3 separate regions of the Sus scrofa genome follow, and all the other regions are linked to region 3. Evidence: chromatin contacts called from public HiChIP or PLAC-seq and promoter capture Hi-C data. All regions are on one chromosome and are shown on one strand. The core of a region is the stretch at or near the end of the contact, and the rest is flanking DNA. Distances in the headings are between cores, read along the strand shown.

Region 1 (2,700 bases), core at 18-2,517, 110 kb after region 3:
AGCCGTGCTAATGCGGGTAGTGGTACCTCAGGGCAGGTTTTTACGTGCATCACCGCAATAGCTAAAGACGTTAAACATTTTTTCCATGTGCCCGTTAACCACTCGTTTCTTCTTTTGTGAAGGGTCTCTTCACATTTTTTGCCCATTATTTATTGGGGTCATTTGTCTCCTTACTGAGTTGTGAGGTTCTTTACATATTCTGAACACAAGTCTTTTGTCAAATACTCTATATATTCAAAATATTTTCTCCCTGTCTCTGACTTGTCTTTTCATTTTCTTAAGATACTTTTGAAGAGCACGGTTTTTATTTCGAGAATTTACATGTTAGTAGTCGTTCTATGGTTCATACCTTTTGTTATTCTATTTGAGAAAATTTGCCTACTTGCGTAGTGAAGGCACAGTCTAACAGTGTGATTTACGATAGTGTCTTTTGGTGGAGATAATGGTATCCGTTCTGCTTCTAGAGGGACTGGAAACTAAAGATAACAGCCTGGGAGTTCTTGTTGGGGCACAGCAGAAACGAATCCGACTAGTATCCATGAGGATGCAGGTTCGATTCCTGACCTGCTCAGTGGGTTAAGGATCCTGTGTTGCCATGAGCTGTGGTGTAGGCCACAGATGTGGCTCAGATCTGGTGTGGCTGTGGCTGTGGCATAGGCCATGAGCTGCAGTTCAAATTCTACCCCTAGGCTTGGAACTTGCGTATGCTGAGAGTATGCCCCCCCCAAAAAAGGCAATAAAGATATGAGCCTGATCTCCAGGAGAGCTGAAGACGAAAGGTCAGCCATGTGGGCAATATGTGATTGAGTTCCAGTAAAAACTCTGGGTACCAAGGCTTGGGTAATCTTCTCTGGTTGGCAGTAGTCTGTGTGTACTGTCACATATCATAGCTGGAAGGAGCTGGCACTGACGTGACTCCACAGGGGGAGAACAATGGCATCTCCACACCGGATCCTCTGGTCTCTGTCCTGTGCATCTCTTCCCTTGGCTGATTTTAATCTGTAGCCTTTCTCTGTGATAATCTGCAGCCATGAGTACAGCTGCTTTCAGAGTGTTCTGTGGGTCCTTCTAGTGGATGGTAGAAACTGAGGGTGGTTTGGCGAATCCCCAAACTTGCAATTAGCGTCAATATGGAGGACAGTCCTTTGTAGGGACTGCAGGGAAAAGTGGCCTAACCTTTCGCAGTTGGCCTCACAAGTGGGATTCTCTAGAATGACCCTGACTCACTGAAACATGTGGTTTGGAAAGAGGAAGGAAGGGGGCTGATGAACTTTTGATCTCTGGATGACTACCAGTCACTCATGATATGGAACAGCAGCTGAAGCTGATCAGTTACTCCAGGCAAAAGTTACCTAGAGGGAGTTCCCAGTGTGACACAGTGGGTTAAGGATCTGGCATAGGTTGCAGCTGCGGTTCAAGTTTGATCCCTGGCCCAGGAACTTCCACATGCTGCCGAGGGTGTGGCCAAAAACCAAAGCAAAACACACAAAACAGTTACCAATAGAATTTTGACATAATGGATTTAATTCCTGAGCAGCTGGCTCATGCATGAGGAAATACAGTGTAACAAGAAACATTCTCTTGGCTGTTGTTTTCCATAATAGCTAAAATGAAAGCGAGGCAGGGTGGCAGGTGCACCTTACTGGGCCAGACTTGAATTCCAGCCAGCCTGAGTTAGAGCTGCTAGCCTCATGCCACTACCACTGGCAAAAACTATGATGAAACAACAGATAGAAAAGAAAATTGGGCTGCTTTGTAGGAGATTGGGGAAAGGTAAAGAGGAGAGGTTAAGAACTCACCCCAGCAAGGTGGAAATGTTTAAATGGTAATTTAAAAATGGGATGAATAAAGTGGGTATTGGAGAGGTCAAAACAGAGGTCTTTTTTTTTAAATTGAAGTAGAGTTGATACACATACTATGTAAGTTACAAGTATACAATATAGTGAGTGATCTATAATTTTTCAAGGTTATATTCCATTTATAGTTATTATAAAATATTGGGAGGTCCCATCATGGCTCAGCGGAAATGAATCTGACTAGTAACCATAAGGATGAAGGTTCAATCCCTGGCCTCCCTCAGTGGGTTAAGGATCTGGCATTACACCATGGGCTGTGGTGTAGGTCGCAGATATGGCTCAGATCCTGCCTTGCTGTGGCTGCGGTGTAAGCTGGCAGCTATAGCTCCCATTCGACCCCTAGCCTGGGAACCTCCATATGCTGCAGGCAAGGCCCTAAAAAGACAAAATAAAATAAAATATTGACTATATCCTCTATGTTGTATAATATGTCTTTGTAGCTTATTTTATACATAGTAATTTGTGCCTTGGAACCCCCTACCCCTCTCTTACCCCTCCCCATACCCCTTCCCCACAGGTAACCTTTATTTTGTTCCCTGTATCTGTGAGTCTGCTTGTTTTTGGTTCTATTCACTAGTTTGTTGTATTTTTCAGATGTCACATGTAAGTGATATCATACACTTCTCTGACGTACTCCACTTAGCATAATGCCTTCCAAGTCCATCCACGTTGCTGCACATGGCAAAATTTGCATTCTTTTTTATGGCTGAGTAGTATTCCACTGTGCATATACACCACATCTTCTTTATCCGTTCATCTGTAGATGGAAAAACAAAGGTCTTAATTGTTTTGGAATTTGAGTGGACCAGTGGCAGCCCCTGCTGGTCCAGAAACATGGAGGGAC
Region 2 (2,700 bases), core at 52-2,551, 69 kb after region 3:
GGAGAAACTGGTGCTGGGAGTATATAAGGACCTAAAGGGTCCCAAGAAAACAATGACTGCAATAGACACAGTACAGTAGGATTAGGGCAGGGAAGCTGAAGGATTCCCGGGCTCGAAGTGACCATGGCTATTGAAGCTTTGGGGGAAGGGCCTTAGGAACTGGCACTGACCGCACTGTAGATGTGGTGCAGCACATCTCGGATGGGTCCCACGCCCAGGTCAGTATTCATGACAACTTTGATCCCAGTGGGCGTCTCGTAGTAATGGAGCTTGTAACGGCTAGTCTGGAAGGCCAGGAAGCCATCCTTCCTGCAGAGATGAGGAGGATGTTAAGAAATGGGAACAGAATCTCTTCCAAAGAGATACTTCTGATCCCCTCTAGGTCGACTCCCTCTTCTCTAAACATATCGTTTGTAGAAGCCTGGTTGAGTAAAGACGCCTCCCATCTTCACACCTCAATTTAGCCCCCACACCCAACCTCTCTAGCTTCAGATCGGTCCCACCGCTGCTCCTGCCAGCTCCAGCACTCCCGCTCCGGATGCAGCCTCTCTGTCTCTTTACCCTCTCTGGAGGCCAATGTCCTTCCACTCCGGAAAGTTTTCCCCACTTCCCACTTCCCTCCTCCCTCAACATCTGACTCTGCGTACATGTCTAGCGGGGACATCTTGCTGACAAAGGAGCGGATTGAGAAGAGCATCCCGTACATCAGCTTGTACTCCTGGAGGGAGAAGGGCAGAGTTAGCTCTTTGTTAAAGAAGACGCGGTAGGGATGGGAACAAGCCGGGCTTGGCGAGGAGGAGCTGGACTGGGACTATGTGCATTTGGAGATGTGAAGTCATTCAGGATGCAAGGGGCCCACTCGTCACCTCCTCCTTGGGGATCCCCGCTTGTTTCTTGCGGTGCCACTCGCTGTAATGCAGACACACTCCATTCCGGTCAAACAGGTACAGATTGTGGACAGTCATCTGCAGGGCAGAGAATACGAGCCTCGGTCCCGCTCCGCCCACTCTCCGTGGGCGCCAGTTCTCTGTCCGGTATCCCTCCAAGTGGCCGGGGATCCCTTCCCGGGACTCACCGGAACTGCTCCTAGTGCCCGTCACTCGGTACTTCCGGTTTCCGCGGAGCCCCGCCCCACCCGGTCCACACGCTACTGCGGCGGAGGAATAACTCCGCCCCTATGCCTCTCTCAGCCAATCCGCGGCCGGCGGCTCAGCGCACGCGCGCTTAGGCCGTCCGGCTCTAGAAGCTTTGAGGGCGACTGAGAGCAAGGGTTCCTGGGCTGGTGACGTCACCGAGGCGAGCGAGGCGGGGCTGCGGACGGTGGGCGGGAGGCTCCCAACGGTTTTGAGTGTAGGGAAGGGCGCGAGAAGGGAGTTGTCTTGGTCTTCACGGGCTGAGGCTCGGGGGAGGGGGCAATCCCTTATCCCCACCTTGGAAGACTGCGGGGCTGAGTTCTGGAGGTGTGGAGAGTAGTTGGAATGGGGTGGCGGGGGTAGAGGATCTCCGGCTGGGTTGAGTGCGGCGCACTTTTTAGGGACGTCTGAGGGCGTGACCGAGTGTTCGCAAAGTTTCCTTTGGGGTAGTAGGGAGGGAGGGATTCTAGGGAACCTTGCTATGGCTTTCTTCCTGGGGGGGATTGGAGGGGATGTACAGGACAGCTGACCCTGGGTAGAACAGGTGGTGGGCGGAGGGGTGTGGGGTGGTGGGGAACGTGAGGTTCCTGCATTTCTTGAGACTGGAGCCAGTTGAGGGGCAAATAAGGCAGCAGGACGGAATTTGGGTCCCAGTTAGATTTGGGTCCGTTTCACTTTGCACGCACTGGGTGTGATGGCCTGTACCAGAAGTTGATCTGCAGCTTTCAACACTCCAGAGAAACTGCAGTGGTGCTCTTGCCGCGCAGTGGGTCTTCTGTCCCCACCGCCTCCTTGCTGCACCCTCCTTTTGCACCGTTCCCCACAGCTGTGGAAAGAAGCTCTTTTGCCCTCTCCCATGGCCTCTGGAACTGTTGGAAACCTTTCCTCTAACCAGAAAGCCTCCATAACCTCATTCGACAAGGATCCTTTGCTTGGAGGCTTTCTCCTTTCTCCCACATCTTCCTTCTCCGTTACTTTCCCCCCTGGGCTCTCCTGAAGCAGAACCAGGAGTTCCCAGCTCTGCTGTTTCCAGTTGTCTCTTCCCTGTGCTCATGGCAACATCAGCTACCAGCCCCAGTTCACCTCTCCGGGCCAAGGATCTCCTGAGTGAGTCATCAGAAGCTCCGGGGCTGAACCAGGCATCCTCTGAGGTGACCTCCCAGCTCTATTCGTCTTTGCACCTCAGTCGTCAGGCAGAGACCACAGCCCGAGCTCAGTTGTATTTACCCTCCACCTCCCCACCTCCTCATGAGGTGTTAGATGGCTTAGCCCAAGAGCTGAGTCGCAGCTTGTCGGTTGGATTGGAGAACAACTTGAAGAAAAAGGTGAGGGAAGTGTTTTGGGCACCTCTAGAGTCTTGGGATTGGGTGTGGTTTAAAAAAAAAAAAAAAAAAGCTGTATTGAGACTTGAACTCCTATCATTGGATTCCTAATTCCTTTTAGCTACACAAGTCAAGTCGTGGTGGTTCCTGGAAGCAAGCAAATGTTTATGAGGGAGCGAGTGGCCTGGCCTCCATAATTTGGAAAATTGTGAAACTTCCTGGCTTTTTTTGGGGGGGGGGCGGTC
Region 3 (2,700 bases), core at 182-2,681:
CCCTGGGGCCTGTGGGTCTAAGGCTCAGCCTGTCCCCCATCCCCACCCCCGAACCATAAGGGCACCTCTGGCAGCACTAGACGTGGAAGGAGCGCTGAGAGTGCCCCCGACCTCAGATAAACCTCTTCTTCCTCTAGGGGGGAGGTGTGCAATCCTTGCCCCCCGCATCCCAACCACACACAGACACAGGCCATGTCAGTGACAGGTTTAATGAAGTTTGAAAGGCATGCGCGGTCGGGCTCAGAGATAGGGAGGCCCCGCCAGGCTCTCTCTTTGCACCTCAATAGAAACGATGTGGTGTCCAGGTACCATAGCTAGGCCCAGCACACGGGGTTCCCCGGCAGAGAAGGAATCTGGAAAGAAGGATCAGAGCATCAGGGAGGCAGGCCAGCGTCGGTCCCGCCCCTTCTGAGCTACAGCTTCTGGCCCCCGAAAATGAGGGATACAGCCAGGCCCTGAAGGGGAAATGCTCCGAGGCATTCCCAGGCGGGTATGCATTCCCCAGGCACTGACCCGACGGCTTGAGGAACTCCTGCGCCGAGCCTAGGATAACATTGCAGTCGCGGTCGGTGCAGAGGAAGCAACCGACCAGTGTCCGTCCATCTGTCATGCGAATCCGCATAGTCTTGTTGAGCAGCGCCTCCAGCTGCTGCCTAGCGCGCGCAGACGGCGAGTCTTCGCGCTCCCCGTCTGAGTCCTGCGCGGGGCGGGACATGTGCTCAGACCGCACCGCCCCGGCTGCTGCCCGCCCGAGGAACCACAGCTCCCAACAGCCCGCGGGGCGCTCGCAGGAAGCCCAGAGGCTGCCGGGAGCTGCAGTTCTCCCTCCGTCCTCCCACTTTACTCCCCGACGGCCCCTCAATCCCAGAACCCGAGCCCGCGCTAACCCCGGCGCTGGAGCTGCTTTGACGCCGGCTGCAACAGCCATTCTCCTCTCGTAGCAGCATAGTTGGTCCAGCTCCGGCCATTTGTCCGCGGGCCTCCTCCAGGCCCTTCAACTTGCTGAGAACCTTTCGGCTCCGGGGGGTCTGAGATCTCGCGAGCGCTCCCGACCTGTTTTCTTTCGCGAGATCACCTCCCCTCCTCGTCTCCTCGGCAACTGCAGAGATCTCGCGAGCGTCTCCTGCTTCGGCGAACGGCTCGCTGAGGTCTAGGTCGCCGGATGTCCTCAGATATCGCGAGAAGTTTTCACCTCTCTCGGTTCTTACATATCCTTTAGGAACCCTGGAAGGAAGCGAGAATACCTTTTTTCTTAATCGCACTCCCCACTCCCTTGTTTTTCTGCCTCGCGAGATAGTACGTCCCAAGCACTCCCTATAGCCCAGGCCACTCAAAATTAAAACGGAGGGTCTTTTCCTCCCCCCGGAACTCCGGAGGACACCACTCAATTACTTCAACGTCGGAATCGGACCACGTTTCCCGTGAGCCCCACCTCGCCCTCACAGCGTCTGATCTTGACAGACGGTGGCCGGAAAAGGACAATGGTTTCCATGTCAGCGGATAAACGCCCTCTCCTTAGTTCCCGGACGAGAGGGAGGATGCGGTAGTGAGTGCGCGCTGAAAAGCAAGAGCGCAACTGAAGGAGCCGGTGAGAGGGCGAGAGCCATGCTGCGCCGGGGCCTAGTGGCCGGGCCAGACTTTGAGTATTTCCAGCGTCGCTATTTCACGCCGGCCGAGGTGGCCCAACACAACCAGCTGGAAGACCTCTGGGTGTCTTACCTGGGAAACGTGTACGACCTGACGCCGTTGGCACAGGAGTACAAGGGTAAGGGCTGCACTTTTGGGCCGGCGTCGGGCGTGCGTTTGGGGGTGCTTGGTTCTTGGGTGTCTAGCACTGACACGAATGCCCCTTCCCAGGAGACCTGCTGCTGAAACCCATCGTGGAAGTTGCGGGCCAGGACATCAGCCACTGGTTCGACCCAGACACCGGAGACGTGAGTTCTGCTGGAACCTGGGGTTGGGGGGAGGGGCACTGTAGAGCGGGGACGAGGCGGAGGGGCTGACCGGAGCCCGAGATAGTGACTGCTCAGACCCCCCTCCGCCAAACCCTACTTTAAAGATCCGCAAGCACATAGATCCGCTGACCGGTTGCCTGAGATACCGCACCCCCTGGGGCCGCTTTCTGCACGTGCCACCTCAGCTGCCGCGTTCGGACTGGGCCAATGATTTCGGGAAGCCTTGGTGGCAGGGGTCGCGTTACGAGGTGGGGCGGCTGTCCGCCAAGACCCGGACTATCCGCATCATTAACACGCTCACGTCGCAGGAACACACGCTGGAGGTGAGAACTGGTGCCTGGGGGCAGGTGAGAAGGAACTGGGAGTCCCAGCAAACCTCCTCGCAGATCTGCAGGCCAGCAGCTCTCCGTAACTAGTGGCAGCTGTATTTTTTTTCCGCTTTTACGGGTGACCAAGGGAAGAAGACGACCATGTAGGTCCCCGGGGTTAGCAATTCGAGGAGTGGCTGAGCCACAAGGTGTGAGAGACTCCCTCAGAAGTCCAGGGTAGTTTGGGCGTCGTAGTTTGGTCCTCCCAAGTTCATGTTGAATTTTGAACAGCAGTTGCAGGTGGACTCTCTTATTAGCCTGCTCTATTGTGGAGATGAGGTGAGGGGGCAGTGACTTTAGGGCCAACTGTTTATTAGAAGTGGCTGCCCTAAAGGCTGGTAGGATTTGGGGGCCATTCATTGCATGCTGGAGCTCCA

What was found. Promoter capture Hi-C pulls out the DNA fragments that hold promoters and counts their contacts. HiChIP or PLAC-seq counts read pairs in DNA pulled down with a chosen protein or histone mark.
Region 1: an H3K27ac HiChIP or PLAC-seq map of alveolar macrophages shows a contact between it and region 3. The contact joins the enhancer-like site here to the promoter of NAA38 in region 3. A contact is called at or near these places in 2 of 5 promoter capture datasets (fetal liver and liver), 28 of 47 Hi-C or Micro-C datasets (adipocytes, adipose tissue, alveolar macrophages and 16 more) and 2 of 2 datasets of contacts at active chromatin or transcription factors (alveolar macrophages and skeletal muscle).
Region 2: a promoter capture Hi-C map of fetal liver shows a contact between it and region 3, with 2.5 times the contacts expected there. The contact joins the promoter of CNTROB here to the promoter of NAA38 in region 3. A contact is called at or near these places in 2 of 5 promoter capture datasets (fetal liver and liver), 12 of 47 Hi-C or Micro-C datasets (blood, embryonic fibroblasts, fetal skeletal muscle and 5 more) and 2 of 2 datasets of contacts at active chromatin or transcription factors (alveolar macrophages and skeletal muscle).

Annotation. Positions count from the first base shown.
Region 1 is chr12:53,218,709-53,221,408 of Sscrofa11.1, forward strand. The region is part of intron 1 of GUCY2D (retinal guanylyl cyclase 1); the gene reads left to right. Among named protein-coding and RNA genes, the nearest start is that of GUCY2D, 19 kb to the left of the region's middle. Within about 2 kb of position 1,268, at least 1 of the 83 cell types and tissues checked has an H3K27ac peak or open chromatin away from gene starts, as enhancers often do. A contact at or near this core is called in alveolar macrophages, where this site is marked.
Region 2 is chr12:53,179,795-53,182,494 of Sscrofa11.1, forward strand. CNTROB (centrobin) reads left to right here and starts at 1,302. Exons shown (of 19, transcript XM_021066317.1): 1 at 1,302-2,458. The coding sequence starts at 2,186. It overlaps TRAPPC1 (trafficking protein particle complex subunit 1), which reads right to left and starts at 1,187. Exons shown (of 5, transcript XM_005657035.3): 1 at 1,076-1,187; 2 at 867-965; 3 at 648-718; 4 at 171-309. The coding sequence starts at 965.
Region 3 is chr12:53,111,056-53,113,755 of Sscrofa11.1, forward strand. It overlaps NAA38 (N-alpha-acetyltransferase 38, NatC auxiliary subunit), which reads right to left and starts at 1,432. Exons shown (of 4, transcript XM_013990020.1): 1 at 1,393-1,432; 2 at 888-1,224; 3 at 514-697; 4 at 194-353. The coding sequence starts at 968. The coding sequence ends at 241.